Linked DNA regions of Rattus norvegicus: region 2 is linked to region 1. A link is a contact called in public Hi-C data. All regions are on one chromosome and are shown on one strand. The core of a region is the stretch at or near the end of the contact, and the rest is flanking DNA. Distances in the headings are between cores, read along the strand shown. Region 1 overlaps Prdm16 (PR/SET domain 16). Region 2 holds the start of Prdm16 (PR/SET domain 16).

The links. A called contact is a pair of places that touch in the nucleus more often than the background predicts.
Region 2: a Hi-C map of frontal cortex shows a contact between it and region 1, with 1.6 times the contacts expected there. The contact joins the promoter of Prdm16 here to the enhancer-like site in region 1. A contact is called at or near these places in 3 of 12 Hi-C or Micro-C datasets (Schwann cells, frontal cortex and liver).

Annotation. Positions count from the first base shown.
Region 1 is chr5:170,295,842-170,299,344 of GRCr8, forward strand. The region is part of intron 3 of Prdm16 (PR/SET domain 16); the gene reads right to left. Among named protein-coding and RNA genes, the nearest start is that of Arhgef16, 150 kb to the left of the region's middle. Within about 2 kb of position 1,955, at least 4 of the 93 cell types and tissues checked have an H3K27ac peak or open chromatin away from gene starts, as enhancers often do.
Region 2 is chr5:170,484,037-170,487,539 of GRCr8, forward strand. Prdm16 (PR/SET domain 16) reads right to left here and starts at 1,768. Exons shown (of 17, transcript NM_001427303.1): 1 at 1,675-1,768. The coding sequence starts at 1,711.

The DNA.
Region 1 (3,503 bases), core at 705-3,204:
GTGATAAACCGCTGGGGTGTGTGTGTGTGTGTGTGTGTGTGTGTGTGTGTGTGTGTGTGTGTCCATGTTTGGCCTCAGGTAGAACACTAACATTTTAGGGACAATACCAACAACAAAGCCAGGCTTTGAAGGGTGTAAGTTAATGTTCCCTTTGAACACACAGATAGTGTGGGACCTGGAGAGGAGCCATTTTCTGTTCCAGCTGTCCAAGTTCTGCTAGCGGCCCCACCCTCTCTATCCTGGCCAGCTATGCTTCTGGGCTCTGACGATGAGACACCAAGGCCCACCGAGGCAGAGATGCCACCTTGGGTACAAAGCACCCGCAAACGCACCCTCACCTTCAATCTCCAGCATCGGGTGTGGACCCTCTTATAGGGGTGCTGGGCAGCTATGTCCAGGCACCAACCAGGTCTGAGGGTTCTGGCCCTCCCTCCGAGGGTGTCAGAAAATGCTGGGACTCTGAGGTAGGGACATGGTGGAAGCTGCCCGGCACCTGTCTGTCTGCCATATCTCCAAAATTCCCTAGTCCCCTTGGTGCTACACAGCTGCCCCCTTCCCCACATGGCTACCCTTGGACCCTGCTATGATAACCCAAGAGAGGAGCTCAGAGGAGTCCCCAGCCCCTTCAGAAGGCTTAACTAGAACTGCTAAAGACAGGCCTCTAGGGCAGTTCAGCCTGGCCCTGTCTTTTCTAGAAGGTATCTAAAATGCTAGGTACTCCTTGCCCTGGCAAACCTTGGCCAACCAGGTGAATGCCAGGTTGTCTCTCTGCCACACAGACGGTCTGGGAGCGCTCATGTCTCAGCGACCACACAAGTGGCTCACACAAGGACTTGGGGGAGGAACTGAAACCTATCAGTCTTTATTTTAAAGGTTCCCCCAAAAGCCAGATCACCGTGGCATTCATTTCATCCTGGCTTGAGAAGTTGTCCCAACTTGGGCAATAGAGGGCGCTTGCAACCCAGCTTCAAATCAAGGTGGGCCATAGGCCCTGGCCAGGAACGGGCCTAGTGACAGAAGCTGACTGGCTCCTTAGCCCTCTCCAGGTAGCCACCAGACACAGATGAGCATCCCAGGCAGTAACCACTGGCCAGACCCTGCAAGTCTCTGTTAGACTCAGTTCTCAATGCTCTCACTGAGTGTCTCTCTCCCCTCACCAAAACTGAGTGGCTCCCGCCTCAGTAAGGCCTGTGTGGAGGCCTCTGGAGGAGATGGTGAGAAAGGCAGGCGGTCCCCCAACAGGGCTTTACTCCTGCTTTCCCTCCTGTCTCAACCTTTACCACAGCCTGGCTTTGGAGATGTCCGACCTCGAATGGGCAATGACTCCTGAGAGGGAGGGACAGCGACTCAGTGGACGAGAACACATGTCCTCGTGCAAGTGCCGAGAGGGACAGAACCAAACCCACCCGCTTATGAACACTTGCTTCTCTTCCGCTGAGGCTTTCAGAAGGGGACCTTCTAAAGCCCAGGCCAAGGCCACTGAAGGGTGGTGGCTCGGGGAACAAAGAGAGTGCAGAGGGGAACGTGACTTCAGCCTTCAAGAAACCCAGATTCCTTTTCAGAGAGATGCCAGGAACGGGTCTCTCGGTCTCTCGGTGTAGCTGACTGCATGCTGGGTACTCCCCAAGCCTGAGGCCTGCTCTTGCAATTCCGCGCCTCAGGTGATAGATAAAACGTGACTCTCAGAAAGGAGCAAGCAGTTCCGGGGTCGCCAAGGGTCACAGAGCCTCCACGAAAATAATACTCAGCCCAGGGGCTGAGCGACTACTCGTCCCAGGCACTGGGCACTGGCCCATTAGCTCATGAAGCAAATGTTTTCAGGCCAAGATCTCAAGGGCCAGGGCTATGAGAGCTACTTTCCTGTTTGGTTTATTGTAAGAAGCGAGTGTTCAACTCTGATGTCTCTGCCTTGAGCAGGGAAGCAGCAGAAGACCTGGCTTAGCAAAAGCTCAGGACACTGGAGGTGGCCAGGTGGCACGCAAGGTATTCAAGGCTCACAGTGCTGGGCAGTCAGCTATAGGGCACTCTGGGCACCGGGGTTGGGGTCCAAGTCTTTGAGCTGAGGACCTGGGGGCTAGGCAGGGAGCCCCCTCCTCCGCCCTACACGCTGATGGCCAGAGCTGCCCAGCTGGCAGAGCCTGCCTGTGTTTCCAGGGCGGGTGCCAGTGCCTGGCACTTTCTGGCCTCTCCATAGAAATGTCTGCATGCTGATGTTTGGCTACCCCGGCCCCAAGCACATTCCTCTTCGAGAACATTCTGAGAACTCATGGCTCAGCCTGTTTATAGGTAGGAGAATGGGGCCAAAGTTGGAAACCAGATGCTTTACGTTTTGCGAATCTAAAGGGCTTCCTCGGAAGCACACACATGAACACTACACATGGCCTTGTTAACATAGGAGACAGGTTGTATTCACCCCATGCTGCCCCTCTTCTACCCCCAGAGGAGTCCTTGGGACGCTCTGACAACTCTGTGTCCCAGGGTCACCTTTCTAGTGTACCCACCCCCACCCTCTCCTCAGCTCATGTACTCATTTGTGAAGCATACACTGAGGACCCAGCATGGGTCACTGGACTGAGACTGAGACACTGGCCCTCAGTCAGATATGTTACGATGATCACCGGCCATGCCAGAACACTTAGCGGGGGCTGGACTGGGATCACATGTTTAACCTGAGCGTTCATGGTTGGCCTGGCCAGTCTGAAAGCTTCTGTCCCCACAGTTACCACGGCTCTCTGAGGAAAGAGGAGGTCTCCTGCCCACACCCGTCTCTGACTCCTATTTTCTAAAAGCACCGCTCATCAATCCAATCACAATTGTCAGAGATTTTATCCTAGTTCTTCAGTAATCCTGATCAGAGCCCATCAAGCTGACATAACTCATCAATGACTCTGGTCTCGGCTCATCAATGAAACCATCAGTCCTGATAATCAAAGCTCATCAATGAAGCGTGCCTCCTACTTAACCCAGGAACCATCCCCTCGAGATTCTCTTCATTAAGTCTCCCATCTTAACGGGACAATCAAAATTAAACAATCGTAACCATACCTTGGAGAAGGCTTTAGTTGGCAATATTGGCTAAGTCTTAAAGCCTCAACCATGGATCTGAACTAGGGTGAGAAGCCAGCTCTACTAGTCACTCAACAGACAGGAATGAGGGAAGCCCCGAGGCCTGCAGTCTGAGCATAGATATCTTGGGATGGTGGGCACTGCTCAAACAGCCTCCCTGGTCTCTGGACCCTAAACGTGGATTCCCTGTAAGAGGTGTTCTCATTCATGTAGGGTTGTAGGTTCATAGTGTGTGTGTGTGTGTGTGTGTGTGTGTGTGTGTGTGTGTGTGTGTGTGAGAGAGAGAGAGAGAGAGAGAGAGAGACAGAGAGAGAGAGACAGAGACAGAGAGACAGAGAGACAGAGACAGAGAGACAGAGAGACAGAGACAGAGACAGAGAGACAGAGACAAAGACAGAGACAGAGACAGAGACAGAGAGACAGAGACAGAGACAGAG
Region 2 (3,503 bases), core at 518-3,017, 190 kb after region 1:
TCGCATCCGCTGGGAACCTACTGCCCCTGTTCGCACCAAGAGGGGTCAGAGGTCATGGGTGGCCCAGAAGGCCGAGGTCAAGGGCAGCTGGCCAGGCAGCTCGGTGGGAAAGGGGCTCTTAACCGAGGGGCCACGAACTCCAAGGCGTAGCTCAGGGAAGCTTGGCAGAGGTTGGAAGTTGCTTTTCCCTGCAGAGTGGGCGCGTGGCCTAAGGCAGTCGGTCCGCCTTGGGGCCAAGTTCAGCAGGGTCCGGAGCTCAAAGTGCCTGACTTTTTCGGAAAACTATTGCGGATCCCACACCCGCTCGCTAGGCTCATGCTCTAAGAGTTCGGCTCTGGAAGCCGCGAGGTCCGGCCAGGCAGGATCCTGCCCGAGAAGCGCAGACCGAACGGCCTGGTGATCAGGCAGGGACCTGGAGCCCGCGTGCCGGGTGCCCCTTTCTCTGTCCCATGGTAAAAAAGGGGGCGGCCGGGACGAGCGACTGGGATCCTCTCCGCACAGCGCTCAACGCTTCGCTGGAGCCGGACCGTGGCCCGGGTTTTCGGAGCCGTGCTTCAACGGCCGCGCTGCAGCGGGTCCCCACCTGCTGGCTGCAAAGGATGAAGCCCCGGGCCCGACTTGTGCCGATGGCGCCGGCACCAGGGCGGAGGGCGCGTGGGCAGCTCCGAGACGAGGTGGCCATAGTGCGGACGGCGGGAGCCCGTAGGCTGCGGTGGGGACCAGCCCGCTGCCGGCTGCGCGCACAGCCCCAGGCGCGGCCCGAGGCGGAGCGAAAGAGAAAGTAAGCCCCGGGCCCGTGCAGCCTAGCTGGGGCATTGGTCCCTCTGGGGCTGGCGGGTGCCGAGGACAGCATGTGCGGGAGGGTCGGAGTGAGGCCAGGCGAAGCAGGGCGGCGGGTAGCACGGCGGCCAGTGGGGACCCCGCTGCCGGAGGCGCCGGCACTGGGCGACCCGAGAGAAACGCGAGGATCACAGAGGAGCGCCGGCCACCACGCGGGGCACCACTTGGGAATAAACTTCACCAGCACAGTTTCGAGCGCAGGAAAAAGTCTCCATGTTGCTTCCCCGGCGGCTGCGGCCGTCCTGCCCTTGCTCCCGGGGAGCCCGGTGGGCGCCGGCCCGCGCCCCCTCCTCCGCCCCCTCCCCGGCTCAGGGTCTCCCTCCTCTGAGCCCGGCTGGCGGACGCCAAAGGCGGTGCTCTAGCGCCCACTATTTCAAAAGCCCGGAATATGATTTGACCAGGACTGAGAGCCACTCGGAGAGAGAGGGAGAGAGCGAGCGAGAGGAAAAGTTACTCTCCCCTTTCGTCAACTTTTCGCTAACTTTCGCTTTTCTCGCTCCTCCACCCCCGGCCCTCCCCCTCCGCCCCCCTCCCCGGCCCCCACCGCGCGCCTCGGGTTCCCGGGCCCGAGCGCCTGACACTGTGGGGGGGAGGGGGTTCGGCGGGGAGGGGGCCGGCGCCTTCGGGGAGCGCGCGGCCCGGGCGCCCCGAGCCTCCGCGCCGAGCCCGGCCGCCCCGGAGCGCGGGAGGCGGAGCACCCCCGGGCCGCGCGGTCGACCGGGGGCCGGAGCCGCGGGCGCGCCGACCGCGCCCCGACGCGCACCCCTGGCCCGGGTACCCTGGCCCCGCGGCCCGGGCCCGGCGACGCGGCGCGGTCGAGCGCGGGAGACTTACTTTTGGCTAGCTTCCTCGCCCTCGCCTTGGATCGCATGGTGTCGGCTCGCGGAATCTCTCTCCTCCTCCTTGAGCCCAGAAGCAGCTACACACTATCTTCATCTCCCTAGCATTGTCAGTTTGGACACCTTCGCACATGCGCACAGAGCACTCAATCTGACACCCCTCGCCGGGGCCAAAAAAACTTTGCAATGTGTTCATCATCCTCTTCGTCGCGCCGCCGCCGCCGCCGCCTCGGCGCGGGATTGGGGGGCTCTCCGAGGCCTTCTCGGTCTTCACCTCACTTCTCTCTCTCCCCCCTCCCCCCCCTTTTCAGCGCAGCTCTGAACTGGCCCTTTAAGAAAACATTCCTTGCTCGTCGCTCCCGCCCGGGGCCCGCACCCCGGACACTTTAAAAGGACCCAGGTAGCCCTGGAGGCGAGGTGACGGTCCCCCCGCCCTGGCCCTGCGCTGCGCAGCGCTGTGGCTCCTACCCAAGCCCAGCCTCAGAGGAGACTGGCCCGCGGCGGGTTTCTGCGCGACTTCCTTCGATCTCCCGCAAAGGCGCTGATAGTTCGGACGCGGGTCCGGGCTGCTTTTGCAGCGTTTTATTGCGTTTTATTACTAATTAAAAAGCTTTCGTTCGTCGTCGCCCCAGAGCTCTCTCCTCCCGAACTGCCCTCGGTCCCTGCCCGCACCCCGCACTCGCGGAGGGGGTGTCGGGGCCAACGCGCCCGATCCCGGCTCCTCCGAAGCCCCCGCCGCCCGCCGCCCCCCGCGGGCCTCCCGCCCCCAGCCCCTCCCCCCGCCCCCACCGGGTGGCTGCAGCTTCGGGTTCCGAGGCTCAAAAACAAACAGCCGAGGCGCCGCCAGCTCCGAGCTCTGCCACCGCCCGGGACGCCGAGCGGCGCTGGAGCCGTCGGTCCTCGGTCGGGCGCGGCGGCTGAGGCCAGCGCGCTCCGCGTCGGGGGGCGGCGGCGTCAAGGCCGGCATCTTGCCCTTGGCGTCCCGGGGTGTCCCGCACCTCTGCATCTCCGGGGTGGGCCCGTGCGCTCCGGTCTCCGCGCCCTCTTGGGCTGCGGCCGCGGCCCCCAGGTGAGTACCGGGTGCGGAAGCGCTGGAGCTAGCCCCTTTCGGGAGCTGGGGTCTTTTCTGGACACTCCCCTCCGGCTTCTACCGGCCCAGGTGCCGCTAGGGTTGGGGAACCCGAAGCACAGGTGGAGGAGTGCGGGCAGGAAACTGGCCGCGCTCTATCCTTGAAGCCTTCACACTCCAAGCTCAGGCCAGTGAGGGGCCTGGCTGGGCAAGAGCAGGGTGGCCCCAACTAAGAGGCCATACAGGGTGAGTGTAGATTCCCCCTTCGGGTACGGCTACGGTTTGAGTTTGAATTGGAAACAAACGGAGGCGCTGCGGGACTGGGTCACTGCCCTGGGCGCCCTCCCCGAACACCAAGGTCCCTCCAAGGCAACAAGATTCAGTGCTGTCACGATGTCACCTGAGCCCTCGCAGGGGTGGGCGCCATTTGGGTCTTTCTGCTCCCCAGGTGAGGCTTCTCGCCGTCCTCACCCCTTCTTTGTTGTGACTGGTCTCCTAGTACTAAAATCTGCACACCAAAATCCCGTTAAAACAGCAATCCCCCAGAGTCCTCCCTATAGATTCCCTCACCCAATGGAGAGTGCTGTTGGGCCCAAGCTACCCCAGAGAAGAGCTCCAGAGCTGGCGGCAGCGACTGCCCGCTGACTGCCTAAGGAGGCACTTCCCTGCGGAGATTCGGACCTATCTGAGGAGCCCACCGCTTCGGGTGCCTAGCCCTGCACCCAGCTGGCTGCACAGATGGAGGCCCTGTTGTG